Linked DNA regions of Sus scrofa: region 2 is linked to region 1. The links are chromatin contacts, called in public HiChIP or PLAC-seq maps. All regions are on one chromosome and are shown on one strand. Each heading gives the region's core, a stretch centred on a gene start, on an enhancer-like site or on the middle of the called end of the contact. The rest is flanking DNA. Distances are from core to core; before and after follow the strand shown.

Region 1 (6,326 bases), core at 3,825-6,324:
CTATTGGAAAATAGTGCCTAATATAAGGCTCAAAAAATTAACAAATAGATGAATAAATGCACAGGATTATATCCAAAGTAGGTTGAGCAATTGTCTCCGTAAGCCTGCAGCAAAGACCAATTAGGGTCAAGGGGTGCATATTGCTGCTAAGATTGATGATCTACCTAAAGCTAACAGCCTAAATCCAATAGGCCAAGGTGCCCTCTGACCTCTGAGTAGCGCAAACTATGGAAACTTCCTACATATGGGGACAAAGTCATCTTGCAAAGGAAGGCCATTCATGGTGCCAAAGCCATCTTTGTTGCTTTGGCATAATCTCTCACAATAGCAGAGCAGAAGGTTAGATTGTATTGTCAAAAACATTTTAAAGACTTCATGATGACCTTTAGAAAATCAGGGATTTGTAAATTTATCATTGTGTGTAGGCACTGAGCTAAGTGTTTTTCTAATATTAAAATAAACCCACAAGGTAGATGCTGTTGTCATCTCATTTTATACAGGAAGAAAGTGAGGTACACGGAGGTTAAGTAATTTGCACAAGGTAGCCAGCCGGTACATGTCAGAGCTGACATTCAAATTAAGCAGCCTTCACAACATTGTAAATCAACTATACTTCAATAAAACTTTAAAAAATAAAATTCTTAGGTTACAAAAAAAAAAAACCCCCCCAAAAAAACTAGGCAGCCTGCTTCCAAGTCCATGTTTTTTCCCAGGTGGCCTCTGGAGTCACTTCATTCTTTCCTCTTTCCAAGGGCCTTCTGGTAATGAAAGACAGTTTTGTTTTTTTCCTCTTAGGGCTGCACCTGCGGCATATGTTAGTTCCCAGGCTAGGGGTCGAATCAGAGCTTCAGGTGCCAGCCACAGCCACAGCCACAGCAACGTGGGATCTGAGCCGTGTCTGTGACCTACACCACAGCTCACTGCAATGCTGTATCCTTAACCCACTGAGCCACTACTGGAACTCTGCAAAGACAGTTTTTGAAGTGGCAACACATCTGTTTAAACCCTGCCAACTTCGAAAAAGAAAAAAAATAAAAATAAAAAATAAACCCTGCCAACTTCAGAATTGATTAGGTTGGTACCAGTCGCCATAACAGATGAAACTCTCAATCTCAGTGGTTTAATACAGTAAACTATTGCTAATATAAAACCCAGTTGGCAGCAGTAGTGCTTATCTGTTGAAGAGGCAGGGGGGTGGGGTGGGTGGGGTGGGGGGTGGAGATTTCATCTTTGGAGCTCTTGACAGACATTCAGAGCTCTGCAATTTTCAACATGCAGTTTCCAAGACTATTGTTTGTGTTGGGATCTAGAATAAGGACGTGTGGGACCCAGTATGAGAGGTTGGCATGGACCAGGCTCAGAAGTGCTAAACATCACTTCAGCTTACATTGTATCAGCCATAGCTCAGTCACATGATCCCACCTAGATGCAAACAGGATGGGAACTGGAATCTGTGGCTGAGCACTCTGTTCCAGCAACAACACACATTATCAAGAGGAGCAAATGTCTTGGGTCTTTTGTCTTAGTTTGAGTTTCCCTAGAAATCACACTTTTAGACAAGACTATTCAAATGTTTTATTTGGTAAGTAAAGAAACACAGTTTAGGAGTTCCCGTCGTGGCGCAGTGGTTAATAAATCCAACTAGGAACCATGAGGTTGAGGGTTCGATCCCTGCCCTTGCTCAGTGGGTTAACGATCCAGCGTTGCCATGAGCTGTGGTGTAGGTTGAAGACGCGGCTTGAATCTCGAGTTGCTGTGGCTCTGGATTAGGACAGCTGCTACAGCTCTGATTCGACTCCTAGCCTGGGAACCTCCATATGCCTCGGGAGTGGCCCAAGAAATGGCAAAAAGACAAAAAAAAGAAACACAGTTTAGAGAAACGAGACAGACCTAAGAAGGCATCCAGGGAGCTCCTTGGTTGTCTAGTGGTTAAGACTGAGCCATGATGGGCACTCCTGGATTTTTTTCTCTTATTTTTTGCTTGAAATCAAGCCACTTCTTCTGAGTTTATTACTTTCTTATAATACCTAATTAAATGCAGCTAACAGCCACCAACACATGCCACTAACATTCCATTTTACCTCCTTTTCCCTATACTTTAGCAGACTCAGTATGCCGATGTTCTACCATCCAGCTATTGAAGACAGACAACAAATAAATATTGTGCTGCAGCAAAGACTATTTCTGCAGCAAGAAAGATAATTTACTAATCTCATTTTTTTGTATTTTTAATTTATTAAAAAAATTTTATTATGATTTATTTACAATGTTCTGTCAATTTCTATTGTACAGCAAGGTGGCCCAGTCATACATATATACACACATTCTTTTTCTCACAATATCTTCCATCATGTTCCATCACAAGTAAGTAGATACATAGTTCCATGTGCTATACAGCAGGATCTCATTGCCCATCCACTCCAAATGCCAGAGTTTTCATCTACTAACCCCAGATTCCCAATCCATCCCACCCCTTCCTTCTCCCCCCTGGCAACCAAGAGTCTGTCCTATATGTACTAATCTCATTTTTTAATTATACATTTCCTTATATGTAGGTACGTATTCATTTACAGCACTGAAAACAAATATAAAACCCTATCACTGAAAACAATCTATTTTTAGTTTATTTTTTAGTTTTCAGAAATCTTATCTATGTAGCAAAATAGGACAAGAAATACTCGTTTTCTCACCATCCACATTTTAAAAGTAACTGCCCTGCTATATTTATTTCCTGTGTCTCTTCATTCTACAAACATAAGGTTCCCTATAACTGTACTCCAGGCAGGGTCTGAAGCTTCTGGCTCTAGGTCACAGAAATGCCAAAGAAACAGGGATTAATGTGAGGGAGGTAAGAGTAAAGTTAAGGCCCAGATTTATCTTCCAAAGGTAGCTGCCAGAGAGCACATCACAACTATTCCTGTTTTTACTGAAATCTTCATGGACCGCAACCTGTATAACCACTTTCACTCTTTCCTAAGGGACTGCTATGCAAGCAAACCTTAATATGCATTAGAATCAGCTTGTTAAAACTCAGAGCAGCAGCCCCACCCTCCAACTCCGCACTTCAAGAAGTCTGACTCAATAATGTTCATTTCTGGAGTTCCCGTTGTGGCTCAGTGGTTAAAGAATCCGACTAGGAACCATGAGGTTTTGGGTTCGATTCCTGGCCTCACTCAGTGGGTTGAGGATCGGGCGTTGCCATGAGCTGTGATGTAGGTTGCAGACGTGGCTTGGATTCCACGTTGCTGTGGCTCTGGTGTAGGCTGGCAGCTACAGCTCTGATTAGACCCCTAGCCTGGGAACCTCCATACGCCATGGGAGCGGCCCAAGAAAAGGCAAAAAGACAAAAAAAAAAAAGAATGTTCATTTCTAACAAATTCTCAGGTGATGCTTATGCTGCTGGTCCAGGCACCACACCAGACAAAGACCCAGGGCTCTAGCTAATGCCCAAGATTAGGGGCCTCCAAGACAGACCCTCTTTGCCCATGTGCAGATACAGATGGCAAAACTTGGCCCCTGGTCTCCTGTTCTCAAGAGGAGATGGACTCCCTTGCTATTCAGATCCAGCCACGAAAAGCTAAAGGGTTGATTTCATTTTCCCCCTCCTCCTCCTCCTCCTCATTAGCAGCATCTGTGAGTCCCTTCCTCCTCCCATGAGGCCTCCACTGGGCCCCAGGAATGGTCAGGATCAGGCTCCTGCCCCAGGGCTGACCTCCCTGTAGAGATGGGTGGCAGCCTGTAACCGGGACCCCTGTGGTGGGTCAGGAGGAGCTAAGCCTTCTGGCCACAGCACCTCAGCTCAAATGCAGGTACAGCCACCTCCCAGGTGGGTGGCCCTGGGCAAGTCACACAGCCCTGAGCTTCACTTTCCCATCTAGGTGACTTGGACAGTAATGCCCACATTCTAGGGCAGAACGCTGGGTAGAGTGAGCAGGAACAGGGCAAGCAGGAGTCCCCTGTCCACTGTGGGGTGCCTGACAACAGTAATTACTACACAGCTCACCACAGACTTGCTCCCTCACAGTGAACTGAGGCGGTGCCATTTCTTTTTACAACTCTAGTAACTTTCACTCATGTGTATGTAGACTTGCCTCACCATCTCCCTGATAACAGTGCTTTACCTTTGAGCCCCTGTGTTATTCTGACTACCCTTCCACAGATATGTTCACACACTTAGACCCAAGCTGCTCTTTGCTATATTGAGACATTAAAACGGAAAAGAAAAACAATCAAGGTACAGGGCCTTAAACTCTCAACATTACTCAAGTCATGACTTTATCAACCTCGTCTGGAATAAATTGAGGAGAAAATGCTAACTCAGCACTTTGTCATTGTCCATCAACCAGCCAGGATCCAGCGATCCTGTTTCACCTCCTCTCCCCTGATCTTTGCCTTCTCAACAGTAGCTTCCATCCCAGAATCTAACTCAAGTGGTTACAGAGAAGGAAAATGAGATGCTCATTGAAAGGTTTAAGGGAAGGGGGAATCACAGAAGACCTTGGTAAAGATCTCTTTGCACCAGGTGTGTAATTCAGGTCGTCCTGACACCTTTCTTCCCTTTAGACTTCCTGGCTGAGGTAGCTGATGAATACATTCATAATACACTGAAAGGAAAAGAATCCAGTCCGCCAGTCCACAGGGTGAAACAGACCCGGAAGCAGTCTAAATTCTACTTTACTGTGACCTTGAGCACGTCACTTAATTTCCCTAAGCCACAGTTTTTACATCTATAAAGTGGAGATACCACTATTTGCCCCACAGTGTTGTTTTGGACGATAATACATGGTCTCTAGGTGTAAAATATTTATCGAGGAAAACCCTCTTTCCCCTGGCTTTATTTTTTGGGTGTATTGGGGCCTCCTCTAAGGAACTCCGGGCCCCCTACCCGCTAGTCCTCAGCGCTTGGCCAACTCCCAGCGGAGCCCAGCTCGCCCTTCCGAGCCCGGAGGTCCCAAAGGCTCTAGCCCTAGATTTCCAGAACACCTAGACTGGGATCCCACCTCACCATAGCGACCGCCCACCACGTCTCTAGACGCCTCTGCCCGCCTCGCTCGACTCCGTTGATGTCACTTCCGCCGGAAGTTTCTGCAGTTGGCGCGAAAGTCAGTTCGGGTTCGGCAATTTCCGGGTCTGCGCTTGCTTTGGGCCGGGGGCGCCGCCGGGTGCGGCGGGTGTGCGCCGGGCTGGCGCCCGAGCCCAGCAGCCGTCTTGCCGGCTGCGCGGCCCCACTCTCGCCGCCCGGAGACCCCCAGGCGCCACCGTGGTGAGTGAAGCTCGGAGAGAGGAGTCAGCTCCTTCTCCATCCCGCGGTGCTTTCGGGACGCTGTCTCTGGCCTTTGGGGCCCTGTAACCGGCCCGGGACCGGCGGGTGGAACTTAGACGCCAGAGAGGACATGACTGCTTGCTGGACCAAGAGCCGGGCCTTGCCCCGGGAGCTGGGGAGCAAGCGCTTTTCGGCGGCCAATTACGGGGCATGACTTTGCTCGCTTGTTTTCACGTTTATATTTAAACGTTTACATTACTGAGGGCTGAACGTACCTCAAGGGCCGCGGATTCCCGCAGGGACCGATTCATTCAGAGGATCTTTAAGCTAAGTACAATTGAATGCGCTTTGGCTTAAGGAACTTAGAGCCCCTGAGCACAGGCCCTTGACGGATTCAATTTAGCGACCTTAATTTCGTTATCCGATTTATTTGCAAGGATTGGTGTTGTCATCTTTTTCCTTGACTTTGTCCACATTCCAGTGTTTTCTACAAACCGTAATGATGAATTCAAAGGCAAGGCCAGAATGTTTGTCCTGAGGCATTCTTATCTACGCAGGAAAATAGGTGCTTTAAACATTTAACTTCATATGTAATGTTCTTGTTAACGGTTCCTTTATTTTGACAGTTCAAAAATGTCCAAAAATGACAAAGAACCGTTTTTTGTGAAGTTTTTAAAGTCTTCAGACAATTCCGAATGTTTTTTTAAAGCTCTTGAGGTAAGAATACTTGAAAATGTCTTGTTTGATGCAGTGAATTCCTTTTCTTGTTTTTAGTTGTTTTGATTTATTAGGCCTATTATGTCTTATTCATAATTATTTTATGTTCATAATAGTTTTACTGTAGTCTACATTATTAGATATCTCATTGTTACACATTTTTGAATTGATGTAAACATTATATATTTGGGGGTGCATGAAATCTTTGATGACATTTCTGTTGAAAGTGGTGGACCTGCTGTTCTGAAAATAATTTCTTTTTGTCTACAAACCACAGACCTTTGTTGAAAAAAATGTGAGTCCTGTATTGGTTACACTTTCTTTTTGTTGATGTTAATTGTTAAAA
Region 2 (6,898 bases), core at 1,343-3,842, 130 kb before region 1:
TGCAATACTGTTTGTAAAAATATGATTGTAACAACAAAAAAACTTAATGTCTTTTAATAGGACTCATTAAAAAAAAAACTTAATTGTATGATACAGCCACATAACGTAATACTATGCAGCTCATAAACCAATGAGGTGATACTATGTATGCAAATGAGGAAGAGAAAATGAAAGCAAACCCAAGCTGTATATCAGTCATATTGTAAATTAAAAACAATCTCCTCCCCCCCCAAAAAAGAGGGCAGAACAGTGTGTTAAAAAAAAATAAAATAAAATATAAAGATATGTTTGTATAGTAGAGACCATCTGGAAGGCCATTCAGGAACGTGGCAGGTTATTACCTCCAAGGAGAAGACTTGTAAGGAAGGATAGGAAAGCGAAAATTACTTTTCACAAAATATCCTTTTTAGCCTTTTGAATTTTGGTCCCATATGTACTACCTATTCAAAACATAAATGAAAAGAAAAAGGCTTAATGCTCACCCTTGTAAAGTTGGAAAGAAGACACAGAAACAAAAACTAACAAAATGTGATGTAACATCAGTGTGCATAAGGTACACAAAGCCAGGGAGGACATAATTAAGGCCACCACTTGGATGGTTGAGAGCAGAACTGTCACCTAGGCAACATTTAGCCACAAAAATAAGCTCTGAATGGTACCGATGCCCTCAGACTAATCCATCCTAGAAAAGTCTTTTCCTGATACACCAAAGTAAAATTGTCAGCTTCCCAACAGTCTAGGAACCCCTTACCCTGTTATTGTTGACTCTATACACAGCAGAGCTGTCAGTGATGGAAGTCTGAGTGTCCCTGTAAAGGCCTGTTAACAACTGTTTAAAAGAAAAAAATATATGAGGGAGATCAGAATAAACATATAAATAGCAAACCTAAAGAAAGTAATTTTGATATACCTCTCCCAGGTGTCAGGTCACACAAATGAATGTTGCTTGCTGAAAAGCAATAGCTGAAAAGGATCATATTGATTTTTCCCTCTTCTTATAGAAAAACTAATTAACTGCAAAATTCATTCCCCTCGCTCCAGTGAGAGAGGAAGGAAAACCATTGTTTTTAAACCATTATGTTCAAATAATAGTTTCAAATAGTTAGTGGTCAAGTTTACTGACCTTCCACCCAACATTTTTAATCACCAAAGATGATCAGAGAGTATATGTCTTTAGCAGAACAAAAAGAAGAGTAAGTAATAAGGAGAAAACCTCTGCTACTCTCTGTAGCAAAAAACCAAATATTTAAAAATACTAAGTAGATTAAAATAAGTATTAATGAAAAGAAGCCTAAGTGGCCCAATATGTGGAAGGAGAATCACGCTTTTAAAAAGTTCCTTTGACAAATTCTCAAAAGAGTTTGTTACACAATGAATTATACACTGTAATCTCTTCAGCTGTCCTGGCATCCTTAGCCATGGCATGAAAGTAGTTAGTATATAAAACCCTTAAATGGGATAAGGGCTAAATGTCAGTATCTGGCAAGTGCAAGAGAAAAGAAATGGTAGAGAAATCCCAGGTTATTTTGAGTTTTTCAAGAGTCTTTTCATTTTCCCAAAGGAGTCAAGAATTAACTCCCCAGCTGTCAGCATCAGCTCAGTAAACCTCACAGGAATAATGGGATGCCCTAAGTTTTCCTATCAAGTTTAAGAAAGGTGAAAATCAAAGCATTTACTCTGACAAAGAGCAATGTTTTCCCGGAGTCACAAAGGCCAACAAGAAGAACCGCCCTTTGACTGCTCCTTCTGCTCCGGATGAACTTCCAGAACACTGTGGAATAGAAAAAAAGAACCAAAATTACGCCTTGATTACGCGTGTGTGATTGGGTTGGGGAAAATTAAGAGAAGTCTACCACAGAACACCTCATTCACCTGGAGTTTACTCTGTTATTACCACCATTATAATCATTATTTTAGTAACTCTGCTGAGCGCCTGCGACTATTAACTGTCAACTTTTCTGTATCTGCACCCCCTACCTCGACTGCATACTCTTCAAATGCAATCCGGCTTTATTAACCCTGTATCGCTGGCTTCTAGCTCAAACACAGGATGCTCAAACTTGGAGAGAAGACCCTTTGAGTCTTGGCAACAAGAGCAATGGAAGTGGGGAGAACCGCGTGCCTAGGCAAAACAGGGTCTAGTAACCCATGCCCGAGGACTGAAACTTGACTCCTGGGGTCGCGGGAAATCCTCTTTAACGTAGCGCTACTCACGCTGCTTCAGGCAGAAAAGCAGGGAGTTGTATCGAGTGAGTCTTCCTCTCTAGACGCCCCCCAGGTGGCACCGCCACACCGCGTCCGCGGTCGGCACAGCCCAGTCCAAGATCGGATCCCCGCCTGCCCTGCACCCACCTAATCCACCAGCCCCCTCTTTACCTAGCGTCAGCAGCACCGCGACGAGCGCCACCACGACTGACAGCAGCGTCGGGTCCCTCTGCTGTAGCTCCTGCCGCAAGGAGTCCAGGTAGGGATGGAAGGCGCCCCCCATACTGCCGCCATTCCCCATCCGCCGGGAGTCTGCAGAAGCCATGTCTGAGTACTTACACCCGGCACTGCAAAAGCGACGTGGCCCTAGGCTCTGCGCAGGCGTGCGAAGCGGAGCATCACGGGAGTGGTAGTTCCTATGTTGTATTTCCTCTTTCCGAGTCCGGGATCCTGAAGGTCCTGATGGGAGTTGTAGTTCTCTGGGACAGTGTGTTCCCACGGAGAGATGGGCAGTCAGCCGAGGTTTGTGTGACATGTTCATCCTTTAAGATGAGTCAGATGTCTCTGCTGTCTCCATGACCGTGGACAAAATGATGGGAGAATAAAATAAATGCTCAAGAAATCTCCCTTCGTGAAACTTGTGAGGAACTCAAGCGTTTCACAAACATTTCATCGGAAAGTAATGTGGCATGAAGTGTGACAGAGGATGTAAGGCGTGGAATGGGAAGGCAGAAAGGGTCGCTTAGTCCACCTGGGTTCAGGGGAAAGCTCCTGGAGGAAAATGATAGGAACTGAGTTAGGCTCTTCAGGCATAACAGAAGAAAGGTTGCTCTGTGCAGAAGAAAATGAGCAATTCATTGTCCGTACATTGTAAATTGAAAGCTACAACTGAGATAAATACATCAAGGGAAGCAGCCAGGAAAGTCAATGGGAGGGGCAAGGGCCATTAAAAACTTATTCCTGGAGTTCCTGTCGTGGTTCAGCGGTAACAAACCCGACTGGGTACCATGAGGACTCGGGTTCGATTCCTGGCCTCTTTTATTGGGTTAAAGGATCCGGCGTTGCCGTGACCTGTGGTGTAGGTCGCTGATGCCGCTCGGATCTGGTGTGCCTGTGGCTGTGGCTAGGCCAGCAGCTACAGCTCCGATTAGATCCCTAGCCTGGGAACTTCATATGCTGCAGGTGTGGCCCTAAAAAGACAACAGCAACAAATACTGTCACTCCTACCCTAAAGTGGCAGCCACCACTCTTCAGGCAAGAATGTGGGACCAGTGTGGCCAACTCTTGAGTTTTTCAAGAGATGCCAGAAAGACAAGTTCTTAAGGTAAATTTCCCACTTTTCAAATTATAGTAAGTAATAAAAACTTGTGATACCTCATTGCATCAGATGTGGCTGGCTTAGGGACTGCTAGCTTGCAGTCTCTGTCATCAAGCAGGTGTCGTTTCAGCAGAAGTGAGAGGAGATGAAGCAGGAAATGCTGGCAAAAACCAGACCTGAAGGGACTGTGTGCTATGCTGAGGAACCTAGACTTTAGCCAGAATGCAAAAGGAAGTGTCACTGAGAATGAAATAGATGATTGGCATATCAATGGTGAGCTACGGTTTGAGACAGAAAAGTCTGGAGGCAGGGAGACCAGCTAGTAGCTATTGTAGTGTTTTAGCAAACAATGCACAGGGTCTGAACCAAAGGCAGAGGAAAGGAGGGCACAGATATTTAGAAGGCAAATGTATAGGATTTGGTGATTAATTGGATATGCTGAGTTAAGGAAAAGGAGAGTTATCAAGACTGCATCTGAAGCAGTTGCTGTGTGTTATTGGGAAGGTCAAAGGGCTTAACATAAATTGGAGGGAGAACTCAGTTGGAGGGTCTTTGGAGCTGGGGATATAGCCAGATTGAAAACTGCCTCTCTTTTGCTATAGATGGAGTTTCTAGTGCCTCTGAGAATTCGAAAATCCTATGTGGAGCAGGTGATGCAGTAAACGTATGTGAAATTTCAGCAATAAGTGCCATATTTTCATATGTAAATAAATGGTCATTAAACGTGGAGGGCCTGAAGAGTGAGGAGGAGAGGGGATCCCTATGAAGAAGCCTAAGAAGGAAGAGTCAGCAACACAGGAATAAAACGTGTCCTGGAAGTGGTCAGTGGCATCTCTGTAACAGATATGAGGGCTCGAAGGAAAAGTGAGCTCAGAGGGAACAGTGGGGGTTGGGGGAGGTGGGAATGGACCAGAGATTGTAGTAGGTGGAGAAGCAGGTGGGTAATGAGGATAATTGCTAACATTGATGAGTGTTTGTTAGGCATTGTTCTAAGTACTTTAAATTTATTAATTTGTTTAATGTTCACAATGATCCATTATCCCACTTTTACAGAGAGCAAACTGAGATGGGATTGCTCTCTGATCCCAGGCAGTTGTGTTCCTTTATGCTTTACTATATACTCCAACAGAGTACAATTCATTTTCCAGGCATTTCATTGATAAAGTAAGCAATAGAGGCTCCAGATTAAGGAAGGATGTTTAGGACATGCTGTTAAAGTAAGTAAGCCACCTGCTCTATTTTAAATTAGCATTATCATCTCAAACTGTCAGAACCCACAGTAATCTTTCCGCATTCTATTTCTTTTCTTTCTTGTGGGCCTGATTCCTAGTCTGTATCCACCATCCGACATGCGCGCGCGCACACACACACCACACACACACACACACACACACACACACACACACACACACCCCTCCTTTATAAAAATCTGTTAGGGACTAAAAATGCAAGGAAATAGGAAGGGCCAGACATGGAGAACACCTACCATAACTGTCCTCACTGTGTAAGGATTTTTAGTCCGAGAGCTGTGTAAGTAAACAAGTGCCATGTTGGCAGTGAAATTTGGGAATGAGGAAAAAAGGGTTTGATAAGACATGGCATTTTTTTTTCAATTTGTTTCCTGAGTGTTATGAAGGCAGAAGAAATGTGCACACCATCCACACTTGAATAAGAGAGTGGTGCTGCCATCCTCAGGAATGAGAGCAGGAGAGGACAGCATTGGTGGCTTCCTGACCTCTCCTGTCTCCACCCTGGGGACCCTCAGGCTTCCGGGAGCTCTGTGAGGGTGGATGTAGAGGAAGGGTGTGCAGACATTGACTGCAGCTAGCTGAAAGGGTTCTTCTCCGTGATTCTAACAGCCTAGGGAGAGTTACAACAAAACCAACATAGACAATTTTTCCTTCTCTTCCACTAATTAAAATGTCTCATTTCACTGGGTACATGTTTCCCTCTCCTGTTTCCAGTAGCTCCAAATCCTACCTCAGATTCGGGGATACCAATCATGTGATTCCCCTCCTCTGACTTATCTCTTTAGTTCTGTTACTTTGGGAAAAAATAGAGGATGTTTTTAAAAAGAGTTAAAATGAGGAGTTCCTATTATGACCCAGCATTTTCTTCTGTGAGGATGCAGTTTCGATCCTTGGCTTCACTTGGTGGGTTAAGGATCTGGTGTTGCAGCAAGCTCCAGCATAGGTCACAGATGCGGCTTACATCCAGCATTACCATGACTGTGACATAGGCCTCAGCTGCAGCTCTAATTCAACTCCTAGCCTAGGAACTTCTATATGCCACAGGTGCAGCCATTTTAAAAGGAAAAAAAAGAAAAAAAGAGCTAAAATGAGACACATTTATTATATTAAAAACAATACAGTAATGAAGTAATGAAAGATCAAAGAAAAAAGCCACAAATCACCTTAATTTTTTACCTATAATATCTGATGAACATGATTTTGGACATTTCTCTGTACATATATACTGACAAGAAGATAGTCTAGAGGGAGGAATAAATAAAAATGAACCGAAATTATTTTTAGAGACTATAATAGGCATTGGTGGGTTCACAGCCCTTAGAACAGTGCCTGGATTATGGTAGGCACTTGGGGCTTTGGTGATAAAATTAGAATGGTTGACTCATTGCAATAAGACACACCACACACCAAAGGAATGTGGGATATCTCACCAAACAAAGGAAAAGAAAGAATTATCATAAGATTTGGGGTGGGTGTGGCATTTAGGTGGATATGACTTAAGGCAGAGTGTTGCTAGGCTCAAAGCAAAGCAGGCCTGAGCATGGAGAAAGGTGAACATCAGGTCTGGACTGCAACGTGGAGCCGGCGTATGTTTCCTTGGGTAACAGAAAGTCGAGAGGTGTAGACCATTGTGTCCAGAAACCCCCTACCTGCAGCTCTGCCCCTGAGTGTAAACCAAGGCTACAGTAGAAGTTAGGAAACAAAGGGGCAAACTGGAAAGTTGCTTAGAGGGCAAAATCAACACAGCTTGCTGCTGACATTGGATGTGGGATGAGGGAAAATTGTGAATTGAAATCTGACTCCTCTGTTTAAGACTCCCGTGAGTGGGTAGCAGACCGTGTCTTTAACGATATGAAATATGTGGAAACAATGATTGGATTAGGACAGCGCGGGGGGCGGGGTGTCTGGGGGCTCAAGATGATCACCTCACTTTTTTACTGTTGGGCCTCTGATTGTGGTGTTATAGTCGCATAGATGCACAGGCAGGAGGAGCTGTGAGTGTGGGACACTAGAGACCCGGGTCAGAACTGTAGCTGTAGATGCCCAGGAGTTGTTCTTATTGCTTAGGGAGGGCCTGAAAAGTGGGGAGAGCCCTGGGTCAAGAGAAGAACCCCATGAGTTCCCA

What was found. HiChIP or PLAC-seq counts read pairs in DNA pulled down with a chosen protein or histone mark.
Region 2: a contact with region 1 is called in an H3K27ac HiChIP or PLAC-seq map of alveolar macrophages. The contact joins the promoter of SRPRB here to the promoter of TOPBP1 in region 1. A contact is called at or near these places in 1 of 5 promoter capture datasets (liver), 2 of 47 Hi-C or Micro-C datasets (embryonic fibroblasts and heart right ventricle) and 1 of 2 datasets of contacts at active chromatin or transcription factors (alveolar macrophages).

The regions. Positions count from the first base shown.
Region 1 is chr13:74,845,125-74,851,450 of Sscrofa11.1, reverse strand. It overlaps TOPBP1 (DNA topoisomerase 2-binding protein 1), which reads left to right and starts at 5,074. Exons shown (of 28, transcript XM_021069465.1): 1 at 5,074-5,263; 2 at 5,890-5,980. The coding sequence starts at 5,897.
Region 2 is chr13:74,971,724-74,978,621 of Sscrofa11.1, reverse strand. SRPRB (signal recognition particle receptor subunit beta) reads right to left here and starts at 2,592. Exons shown (of 7, transcript XM_021069470.1): 1 at 2,377-2,592; 2 at 1,677-1,771; 3 at 752-829. The coding sequence starts at 2,530.